Regions from separate parts of the Pan troglodytes genome. Here region 2 is linked to region 1. Evidence: chromatin contacts called from public Hi-C data. All regions are on one chromosome and are shown on one strand. Each heading gives the region's core, a stretch centred on a gene start, on an enhancer-like site or on the middle of the called end of the contact. The rest is flanking DNA. Distances are from core to core; before and after follow the strand shown.

Region 1 (5,370 bases), core at 1,496-3,995:
CTTACTGTGGACATAGGGTCCCCATGCCAATTCCGTACAGCATCCTTCACCAATATTTGCAGCCTCCATTAAAACTTTGGTTTGCACTGTGTTCTGGCAACTATGTAATCAGCCTCTTTTGTAAATCATACCATAAGAATATTTTAAAAATTAACTGGTGAGAAAACCAATGCTAACAAATAAGACCAGATTTACTTGATCATATTTTTGACCTTTTCTCTCCGTGAGCAATAACCATAATTCAATAGATATTCTGAAGTCTGAACGTGAACACAGACAAAAACAATAAATCTTGAGAAAGTATACTGCTCACTAGCATCCAAAATGCTGTAAAACATAAAACAAATACAAACTAAATATTTCTGTTCCTTCTGCTTCAAATATCTGTCCATAAATGTTGGCACACACATAGGGCTATGTTGTGTCAATTGTAATAATCTAGAAAAAATAACCTCAGTTACCACAAACAAGAAAGTGATGGTAACCAGTTTTTCAAATAAATTACCATGTGTCACAATTTGGCATAAACTCTGATCCTTATGAATAATTCATATTTTGTGCATTAATAATGCATGTCCTCTTCCCATTGGAATGCTCCCTAACACAGAATGGATGTCTCATACCAATTCCTTCCATTGACATGATGGAGTAAAGCTAAATTAGAATGCTGTTTTTTTTTTTTTTTTTTTTTAACTTAACTCCCCTTAAAATTGTAACACTTGGCCAGCCTATAAGCATACCAAAAATAGAAAGTTCCCATTATTGTTTGCCCCTTACATGGGAGTCACTCAGTAAAGTACCCCCAACAATGGGTGCTCTTGAAGACGAGAATATTTGCATAGCAGAAAAGAAAACCAAGGAAACTTTGACAGAGCTGATGGAAATGGTGAATTCTGTTACATTTCTCCCTAATTACATATGTATATATTCACAATAACACAGGACATAATCGCTAAAACATGGTCACCAGCAGGGGAAAAAAAGAAAAGAAAAAGACCAAAACGAATTAGGCAAGAGTTTTATAATAATTGCGGATGTTCCTCCCCACAGGGCTTCCCTCCCTAGCTGAGTTTACTACTGTGAAATTTCTTTTCAGTTTTCAGTAAAAGTATCTGGCACATTAAAACAGTCCAAAGACCAAGTAAGAGAAAGATGCCAAATGACACATATTTCTAAAGAAAGCTATTCAATTTACCACTCATTATCAATAGCGGCATTCCACACGATTACTGACATTATGCTTATTTCAGGCATTACACCAAAGGATATTTTCTCCCCCCGCCCCCGCCACCTCTCCACCCCCACTTTTCACCCCTTATGTCCAAACGCATAGGATCAACTAAAACAGCGACAACACTTGATAGGAGGCAAAGAGAAATGAGGGACCTAGTTTGAAATTTTTAGGAAATAAAAAAATCGTTCCAGTATCTTCCCTCTCCCTCAAGAATTCTTCCACCATCATTCAGTCCCAAGGAGAGGAAGGGTGGGTTCTCTTTTGAAGCCTCCTCCAGCGAAGAGCCAAGAGAGAAAGGGGCGAAAGAGGGAGTTTTAAGGAAGGACCTAGCCTGTGTCAACATCTGTCCCAAGTGCCCTAAGATTCATTCATTCTTCCTTTCAGGACATATGTAGGGAGCACTTGCGCTATGCCAGGTATCAGGTTCCACGTAAATAACCCTTCCGTGGACCTCCAGGGTGTATTCCAGCAACAGAAATCCACCACCCCGGCTTCGAACCGCGGGAAATCCAGATTCAAGTATCTACCCAAGTTGGCCCCGACCAGAGGCCAGCCCGCACCGCCTTTGACACGACACCTGGGACAGAGGTGGGGGGGTCCAAAGACACCTTACGCTTGGCAGAAATCTCTCCCTGGGGTCAGAAGGTTCGTGACCTCTTTCACACCGAGTATGCGTGTCCTCTTTCTCAACCAGCCGATCCATCCCCCGGAAAAGTTAAGTTGGCGGCGAGTGGGAAAAGAGGGGAACCGGGGGCATCCGGCAGGCACCCCCGCCCGGGCTTCTCGGCTCCAACTTCCATGGCTACCGAGAAATATTTATTTCGAGTAGATGGGCTCCAGGGGCTACTGAAGCCCAACACGCGGCCACCATCAGAAAGCCAAGTCATCCAAGAGATAAAGATAGATCCATTACATACCTAGACGCTGGCCTTACAGTGACAGCCCCGGAGACGCGGGTTTCGGCTGAGAAAGCCACCGCGCAATTCTCCGGCGCGCGGCCGGGGACTCTCCGTCCACCCTCCAGGGATGCTGGCTCAAGAGAGAGACAATCGAACCGGCGAACAGCAACACGGAGAGGATCGATACTCACCCCGAGGCGTCTGCTCCGGATCCTCACGTACCCTTGCTTCACTATGTCATTAAAATTGGAAGCCATCCCAGACAGCCGGTGACCCCCCCCTTTACCCAAGAGCGCGCACCCGAAGTGGCTCTGGGGAGGGTGGAGGGCAGGGTCAAGACAAGCAGTCGGTGGGAGAAAGTTGGAGAGGTGAAGCTGCTTCGGCGGCGCTGGGCGAGGCTTTAGAAGGCGCACATCACTTTCTCTGTCCCCCCAACCCTGACAGTGGGCGGCCGGCTTGCAGCCACTTTCGGGGAGCGCAGAGCGCGGCGCGGGGAGGCGAGGCTGGAGCGCCGGCGTCAGCTGACTCCGCGGCCGGCCTGCCAGGAGGAGGAGCGGCGGCGGCTGAGGGATCCAGCCCTGCCTCCTCCCGGCCGAGAAGGAGGAGAAGAAGAAGGAGGAGGAGGAGGAGGAGAAGAAGAAGGAGGAGGAGGAGGAGGAGGAGGAGGAGGAGGAGGAGGAGGAGGAGGAAGGAGGAGGAGGAGGAGGAGGAGGAAGGAGGAGGAGGAGGAGGAGGAAGGAGGAGGAGGAAAGAGGAGGAAGGGGTGGGGGGGCTAAGAGGAGGAGCCGCGCGAGTCCCAGCACTGGGCTGCGGCCACCCGTGAGCAGCCGCCCTGGAACGCGCTCCCCGCGCCTCCCACCCACCTTTCCCTCCCCGCTTCCCCTTCCGATCCCTCCCCTCCCGGCGGACCCGGAGCGTGCCCCCGCCGCCCCCGCACCTCGCCCACAGCCTACTGAGATAACGCTCGCTCTCCTCGCTCCAAAGACTTATTTTAGGAGGAGAGGAAATTTCACTTTTTTCCAGCCGCCGCCCATCCCGCCTCCCCCTTCAGCCCCTGCCCTTTCCCCGAGAAGGGCCGATTTTGCGTGTGTGTCTGGGGAGATGGTGTTGCCGCAGCTCGCCTTGACCTTGGCATCTGAGGAGAGGGATATTGTCACCGCTTAAGCTAAATGCTTCCTTGGGTTTCCTTGTGTCAGGGACCTAGCCCTCGCTGGTATCATTTGCCACAGTTTCCCTGTTTCAGCCTCTTTCCCGCCGGAATGTGTTTCCCAGGGGGCTGAGACTTGGCCTCATCACTGTCTGTCCCCAAAGCCTGACCCCAGAGCAAGTGCTCAGTAAATCCTTGTGGTTATCAAGATGGCCACCTAGGTGCCAGGCACTCTCCAAGCCTTTTGCATGGATTGACTCATTCAAACTCCCCTGCACTTTTTGAGGTAGGTGCCCTGTTAATGTATACACCAGGCCCATATTTAAGCCTCCTTAGCCTGGCAATAGAGCTCTCATTGCCATTATGAGATACTGCCTATACAATAAGATGAAGAAGGGGACTGAATTTCACACTCACCTGCCCCTGACTGCATTACCTCCCTAAAGCATACTTGATTGATAATTGCTAACACACATTGAGCACCAGTGTGCTGGGCATTGTGCTAATCTTGTTAAGGGAATAATGAATTAGGCACCAGCATCCATATTTTACAGACTTGCTAAGGTCTCACAGCTGGCCACTATCAGAGCTAGGATTGAAGGGAGGTGTGTGTAGTGCCCAGCTCTGCTCCTAAACATTCTCCTATTCCTCTTCTGAAGAGAGGATCTCACAGAAAGAGAGGTTACTAGTTGATTTCCAAGGAAGATCTTTCTAATCATTTGCACTATTCACAAAGGCAAAGATGATCATCAGAAATTAGACAATTCTTACTCACTGGGAAGCGACAAAGCTAAAGCTAGAGATCACTGCTCAGAGCCATTGAGAAGAGGATTCAGTGACTAGTGGATTGTTTGACCTGATGACATCCACAGGTCTTTCAACTCTAAGACGATATGAATCTTCCCATTCTCACTGGGAACATTAGCTTTTAGTCACCTTGGCTTGATGAGTTTCAGTTAAAGAACAGAATCCTCCAAGAATGTGTCATAGGAGAACCGAGACTAAATGGGGACAATCAAAAAGGAGATATTCTGGCAGGGAGAACTATTTTTGCTACATAGTAAACCATCTGTCTTCATGTTGCCATTCTATGGAAAATGATGTTTTAATTTTAAATCTCTCACCAAAAGAGATGAAATGGTAAAATCATTTGGAGAGCTCCTTTTGAAGGATTGGAACTTAAAAAAAAATGCTGCCCATGGTTGCTGTAAAATAGAGGTGTTCATGGAAGGCATTTATCTAACACATCATTTATAGACCAAGTCCACAGTATTATAGAAACAAAAAATGAAGAAATTAAGGCATAAGGAGCTGAAAATGAAGGGCCCACAATAACGGAAATAATTACTGACAAAAACTGAAGGCGAGAAATCCATCCCTTGATAGTTAATGCTGACTATAATCAACATCCATAAATAATTTAACTGGAACTGAGGAAACTAGAATCAAACCAGAAAATATCTAACTAGACGTGAAGGAACAATTGATTTCTTTTTTAAATTGCAAGACTGAATCCAATATATGGTTTTGTTTGGTGAAATCAAATTGACATACATGCAAAACGTACAGACTGTGATATACTATTCATAGGACATTTACACTTGTCCAAATTGTGCAATACAAGCCCTGGCAGCAAGAGCAAAGAGACCGGGCACAGTGGCTTACGCCTGTAATCCCTGTAGTTTTTTGGGAGGCTGAGGTGGGCGGATCACCTGAGGTCGGGAGTTCGAGACCAGCCTGACCAACATGGAGAAACCCCGTTTCTACCAAAAATACAAAATTAGCTATGTGTGGTGGTGCGTGCCTGTAATCCCAGCTACCCGGAAGGCTGAAGCAGGAGAATCACTTGAACCTGGGAGGTGGAGGTGAGCCAAGATTGCACCATTGCACTTCAGCCTGGGCAACAAGATTGAAACTCCGTCTCAAAAAAAAAAAAAAAATTAAAAAAAGAAAAAGAAATGGAAAAGAACCATTCACAGAGGTAGGCAATGTAAGGGGTGCTTATAGAGTTCTACAGAGCGCAACTTGCCTAACCATATGCTGCCGAACAAATATACTATCACACATGATTTAGTTTTACTGGAAATGTC
Region 2 (5,803 bases), core at 1,582-4,081, 150 kb before region 1:
TACAAGCTTTGTAGACGACTGTGATGCACACGTAAGTTGGAGATCCACTGCGTCTTTCTTTCCCTTACCCTCACCCTGTCACCTTGACCCACGCCACAGACACATTTACACTCAGACCCTAGAGGCTCTCTCCGCTTTCAACCTCTGACAAGTTTCCCAAACCTGTTTCTTCCTTTCAGTTCCCAGTGAGTATCAGTCCAGGGCTTTTGGTTCCCGTCCTTTCTACTTAACTAAAGGGTGACCCACCGAACCTCAGTTTCTGCCATTATGAAATGGATCTACTAATATGTCCAATAAAATGCAAGATACTCCAGCATTTCAAAAGACAAGGCAGCAACACTGATTTAAATATTTTAAAAAGCAACTTAAATCCTTTAATTCAGCAATCCTACTCCCGAGTTTAGAAAACTCCATTAACTAAAGTTCACAAACTCAATTCAATAAGGTTGACAATCTATAAGAACTGTGTACAAGGATAATTGTTGCAGTATTGGTTTTGATGTTGTTGTTTTGTTTTGTTTTTTATTTTCAGGGACTCACTTCACAGTCAAAGAGTATTGTTTTAATGGCAAAAAATCTGATATTCTTATACGTATGTTTAATAAATTATGTTACATCAAGACTCTGAAATATCATGCAGCCATCAAAAAGAATGAATAGGAACAAAGTTGGCAAACTTTTCTGTTTTGGACCAGATAGTAAATGGCTTTGCAGGCCACACCATCACCAACTACTCGACTCCGCTGTTTCAGTGTGAACAACAACTCATAAATGAACAGGGAGGATGTAGCTGTGTTCCAATAAAATTTAAATTATAAAAACAGTCATAGGCCAGATTTCACCCTTGGGCTGTAGTTTGTCAACCTCTGAATTACAACTGTACTACAAGACTTCAAACTATTTCCATTAAATGTTTACTGTTGAATGGAAAAACTAGGGGTTAGTCGTGTGTTGTGATCACAATTTTGTAAAATAAACAATTGCATCACGACACCCATCTTTTGTATGTATCTGTGTATGTGTCTATGTATATATGTAGATGTGCATATCTGTACAGGATAATATGGGTACACAGGAAAACATGGAAAGGTACATGTGAACTTCTTAACAAGGTTAGGAATTGCTAATAAAGAGACAGGAGGGGGAAAAATGCACGTAAACAAATTATAAAAAGAAAAAATAAAGCACTAATCATCTATATGACCATAATTTTGCAGTTAGTTAAATTTTACAGACATGTGTTTATGTAAAAATAAATAAGATTCAAAAACCAGTCCCTATCTCCAAGGATAGTTGTGAAAATTGAAGGAAATAAAGCACGCAGACTCTCAGCAAAGAGCCAGATGGAGCCACTCATTCCAACTCTAATTATCCCTCAATTAGAAGAAGCCTCCTAACTGTGTTTTCTGCTCACATGCTTCCTACCTAAAAACCTCCGCTCTTTCCCTCACCCCTTTCGATGAATTCTGCACTCGGTGTTCTTCGGCTCATTCATTCCCTCATCCCATCCATTTATGTACTCTGGGCATCATTTATAAGCCACACACTGTGCTAGGGTCTGCAAACTTAAAATGAATAAAAACTTTCACACTTTCTCTGTCCCCCAGGATTTAGAGTGTCTGGTCAGACAGCTAGTTGAAAGCCAAGCTTTGGATATATCATTGTCTGCCTCCACAACGGTGCTCCTTCCTCTAAAAAGGAGAGAAGACCCCCTCGCAGCAGAGTTCTCCTTCCTGAAGGCAGAGATTTCTTGTATATGCTCATAGACGTCGTGCCCACCATGATTCCTGGCATATAGTAGGCATTTAATAAAAAGGAATTAGATAATTGAATTATGGATGGATGAATTGATTGAAGAAATGAATGAATCGTTTGTGTGAATGGGGATTCCCTATAATCTGCCTTCCCTTGCCATTTTATTCTCCCACTACAAGTCAGTAATAATAACAGCTCAGGTTGCTGCTATATTTAATAGGTACCAGGCACTGTGCCAAGAAATCACCTGCTTATCTCACCTGGCAAGTTGTGAACTAATATAATCCACACTTTGTAGAAGGGGGAACAAGTACTAAGGGTGGTAAAGTTAGTAGCCCAAGGACCCTGAGCTGGTAAAGATGTCCAGCCAGGATATAGGACCTGGCCTCTTAATCCAGAGCTACAGTTCATAACACAATTCTACATATTTCTCATAGAAAGTACTGAGAGTATTATACAGATCCTAAAGGATGGACTCAAATCTACTCCGTTCCAAATGATAAAAGCCACCTTAACTGTATTTCCAAAGCTTAAAGAAATGGCAACTGGCCAAACGTCTAGGCTGCAAGGAGATGACGCTGCCCCCACCATCTTGAAAAACAGGAGATTAGAACCTCTGTGAGGCCCTTGGACCCCCACTGTCCCAGGGGCCTTCTTTCAAGTGGAAATTAACGATCTGCCAAACATGTGGTCTTCCCCAACATTCTAATGAACCAGTCCTCATGGGCTGCCTAATTCTGATTCCAGCTCTGACAGATGTTTGGCAGGAACCACCCAAAGAGCTGTCTTTACTTTCTCCAAGTCCTCTCTTTTGTTCTGACATTTGGAGGAAAAGTGATGGGTACTCCTATCATCCAAATGTTACCAAGGTATCACAGAATATTATGAAACTGTCAAGAAAATAGAGTGAGTAGAGGCTTACTTCCTCGATGTTAGAAAAAAAAAATGTGGGTAAGAAAGAAAGACCGCTTTCCTGCTAAGGGAAAAAAAAAAAACATGCAGCAAAGACACTACACAGTGAGCAGACTCTGGCAGAAATAATGCCTCCATTGTGGCTTACAGCTTTGACAAAGCAGACTGTTAGTGAAATCAACCATTTGGGGCCAAATTTCCAAGTGCAGCATGTTGCCGAGCACCAGATGCACTCAAATGGTTATTTTCACGGGGAATGAAAGTGATTTGCATCAATTTATTCAGAGCCATCTGAATTCTCAGCCACATGCATAAAACAAATTCACTGCTCCCTTTGCCTCCGGTAACTTTTTCTGCCTCCTTACTAAAAAAATCCTCTCCCCCACCTATACATTGAAATAGATATCCTTAGGGACTGAGTTTTCTGTGGCCTTTTACAGCAGACTTGCCTGGAACCTGTGCCCTGTTTGGGCATTAGGAGAGAACTGGACTTGGTATTTTGGCTTCGATTTTTCTTTTTCTCTTGGCTCACACAATAACTTATTTGATCCCTATTTTGTTCATTCAACAAACCTTTAAGCCCTGTGCCAGACCCTGAGCTTATTACACACCCATGGGGCCTTGTCCCCGCCTTCCAGAGGTTTACAGGCTCGAATGGAGCTGCCACTTACTCAGAGGTCAGCTTTTAAAGTTAACGCATAACATAAAAATCACATATAATCAGATTGTCCCTTTAAACACTAGGCTCACACTCAGTGGAAGCAGGTGCTTTTGTGACAAGATGCCAAGCACATGCCAGGGTGAAGGGGTGGGCTGCTGGGCAGAATCGCCTACACCATGTATTCACATATTGTTTTCTTGTTGCACTTTGCTTTACAAAGCAGGTATAACTGACTGTGTGTATTTCTGGAATTCCTGCTGAGTACTAGGCTATGAGCTGCACAGAAGACAGGGGCCTTACCTCATAGTCACATGTGGTTGTGCTTGCTTTATTCTTTGATACTGCACAAACATCATCAGGGTCTTAAGGAAACAAGAGCTCTCGGCTCCATCATTCAAATTCCTGGTGTTGCCTGTTTATATCCCCATTGCTTCAAGGTGAGTCTCTTTCTCCTCGCCCAACTCATATTGGTTTGTGTAAGTAAAAAGGAAATCACTGGCCGGGTGCAGTGGCTCGCGCCTGTAATCCAAGCACTTTGGCAGGCCAAGGTGGGTGGATCACGAGGTCAGGAGATCGAGACCATCTTGGCTAACATGGTGAAACCCTGTCTCTACTAAAAATACAAAAACTTAGCCAGGCATGGTGGTGGGCGCCTGTAGTCCCAGCTACTGGGGAGGCTGAGGCAGGAGAATTGCTTGAACCCAGGAGATGGAGGTTGCAGTGAGCCAAGATTGCACCACTGTACTCCAGCCTGGGCGACAGAGCGACACTCCATCTCAGAAAAAAAAATAAAAATAAAAAAAGAGGAAATCACTGTAATAGTTCACATGTGTTGAATCTTACTATGCCTCATCTCGTTGCCTTACAAGCACTAGCTCATGTGAACCAACAAAACCAGGCAGAGACATTAGTATCACCCACTTATTACATATGATGTGAACAAGGCAAACAGAGGCTGGGTTGCACAGCTCATAAATGATATTCAACCCCAAACACACAGACCCATCCAATTCTGGCCCAGCTTCAAGGAGAACCTGTCTATCAGAAGAGCAAGCGTTCTCAACCTTGGCCCTATTGACATTTGGGGCCAGCTCATTCTTTGTCGAGGGCAGGGGGGCTGTCCTAAGCATTGTATGGAACTTACAGCACTCCTGGCCTCTACCCACCAGATGCCAATGGGACCCCACTGTTGACAGCCAGAAATGACTCCAGATACTGCCAAATGTCCCCTGGGAAATAAAACTGCCACTAATTGAGAACCGCTGTTTTAGGGTGACTACGCGTTCCAATTTGCTTGATCACATACTGTTTATGTATGTTCCCCAGGCATAACTCTTCACTGGGGCTGGCTTCACAGGAGTACAGCGTGTGCAGTCATACAGGGCTCTGTGCTTAGAAGGGTCTTGTACTTGATTTCATGCCCTGCTACCACCATTTCAAAAATCTTGAGTTTTTAAACTTACTCCTTGACTTCCCAAAACAGATCAGAAACTGCACTGAATTGATTTCTTTCTTCTCTCAGTCCTCATCACTATTTCTATCTCTATCTTCTTTGCCATGCTCAACACTGGGAAATAGGATTACTCACCACTGCCCACACGGTCAAGCAGATGCACGTGTGATTTTATGCTCTGAAGTGAACATCTCCAAATGAGGGAAGGGTCGTGGCATGACAGGCTGCCCTGCCGCCATCAAGGTCGCAATGTACTGCCTACTGACGGAGCCCCCATCTCAAGTATTAAAACTAGTTTTCAAGTTTATAAACAAAGCCACGATCTGTCAGCAAAACAAGTCGTCTCCTTTTCCAATAGAGGCATAGCCACAAGTCAACCAACATCCCTGGCACCGTGACAGGAGCTCCCAGCTCCGGGGAGGAGCTGTGTAAGCTAAGGCAGCATTTAATAATCAGGTGAAAGCACTATTAAAACACACCCCTGCACATTGCAAGTTATCATGTTGTTATAAGAGACTGAAACAGAAGTGCTGAGAAAATGAGATTTTCTTCCCCTCATACACAGGAACAAAGCCATCGCAAATTTAAGGAAGAAGCCTGAGTTTCATCCACATCTATCCTGTCTGAATAAACAGTTTGGTCTCTGTTAAATGTCTATTAGTAAATGTAGGTTAATCTCATTTAGCTTTTTTTTTTTTTTTTTTGAGATGGAGTGCCGCTCTGTTGCCAGGCTGGAGTCCATGGCGTGATCTCGGCTCACTGCAACCTCCGACTCCTGGGTTCAAGTGATACTCCTGCCTCAACCTCCCAAGTAGCTAGGACTACAGGCATGCGCCACCACGCCCAGCTAATTTTTGTATGTGTAGTAGAGACGGGGTTTCAGCATATTGGTCAAGATGGTCTTGATCTCCTGACCTCGTGATCAGTCTGCCTCAGCCTCCCAAAGTGCTGGGATTACAGGTGTGAGCTGCAGTGCCCAGCCCATTTAGCTTCTTTTAATTTCTAAAGAATTCATGAGTAAG

Evidence for each region. Hi-C and Micro-C count contacts between places; a contact is called where the count stands out from the background.
Region 2: a Hi-C map of stem cell-derived neural progenitor cells shows a contact between it and region 1, with 2.4 times the contacts expected there. The contact joins the enhancer-like site here to the promoter of DOK5 in region 1. A contact is called at or near these places in 1 of 7 Hi-C or Micro-C datasets (stem cell-derived neural progenitor cells) and 1 of 1 datasets of contacts at active chromatin or transcription factors (stem cell-derived excitatory neurons).

What each region holds. Positions count from the first base shown.
Region 1 is chr21:60,767,045-60,772,414 of NHGRI_mPanTro3-v2.0_pri, reverse strand. It overlaps DOK5 (docking protein 5), which reads right to left and starts at 2,745. Exons shown (of 8, transcript XM_009437437.4): 1 at 2,325-2,745. The coding sequence starts at 2,390.
Region 2 is chr21:60,916,124-60,921,926 of NHGRI_mPanTro3-v2.0_pri, reverse strand. The region is part of intron 6 of DOK5 (docking protein 5); the gene reads right to left. Among named protein-coding and RNA genes, the nearest start is that of DOK5, 150 kb to the right of the region's middle. Within about 2 kb of position 2,831, at least 8 of the 24 cell types and tissues checked have an H3K27ac peak or open chromatin away from gene starts, as enhancers often do. A contact at or near this core is called in stem cell-derived neural progenitor cells, where this site is marked.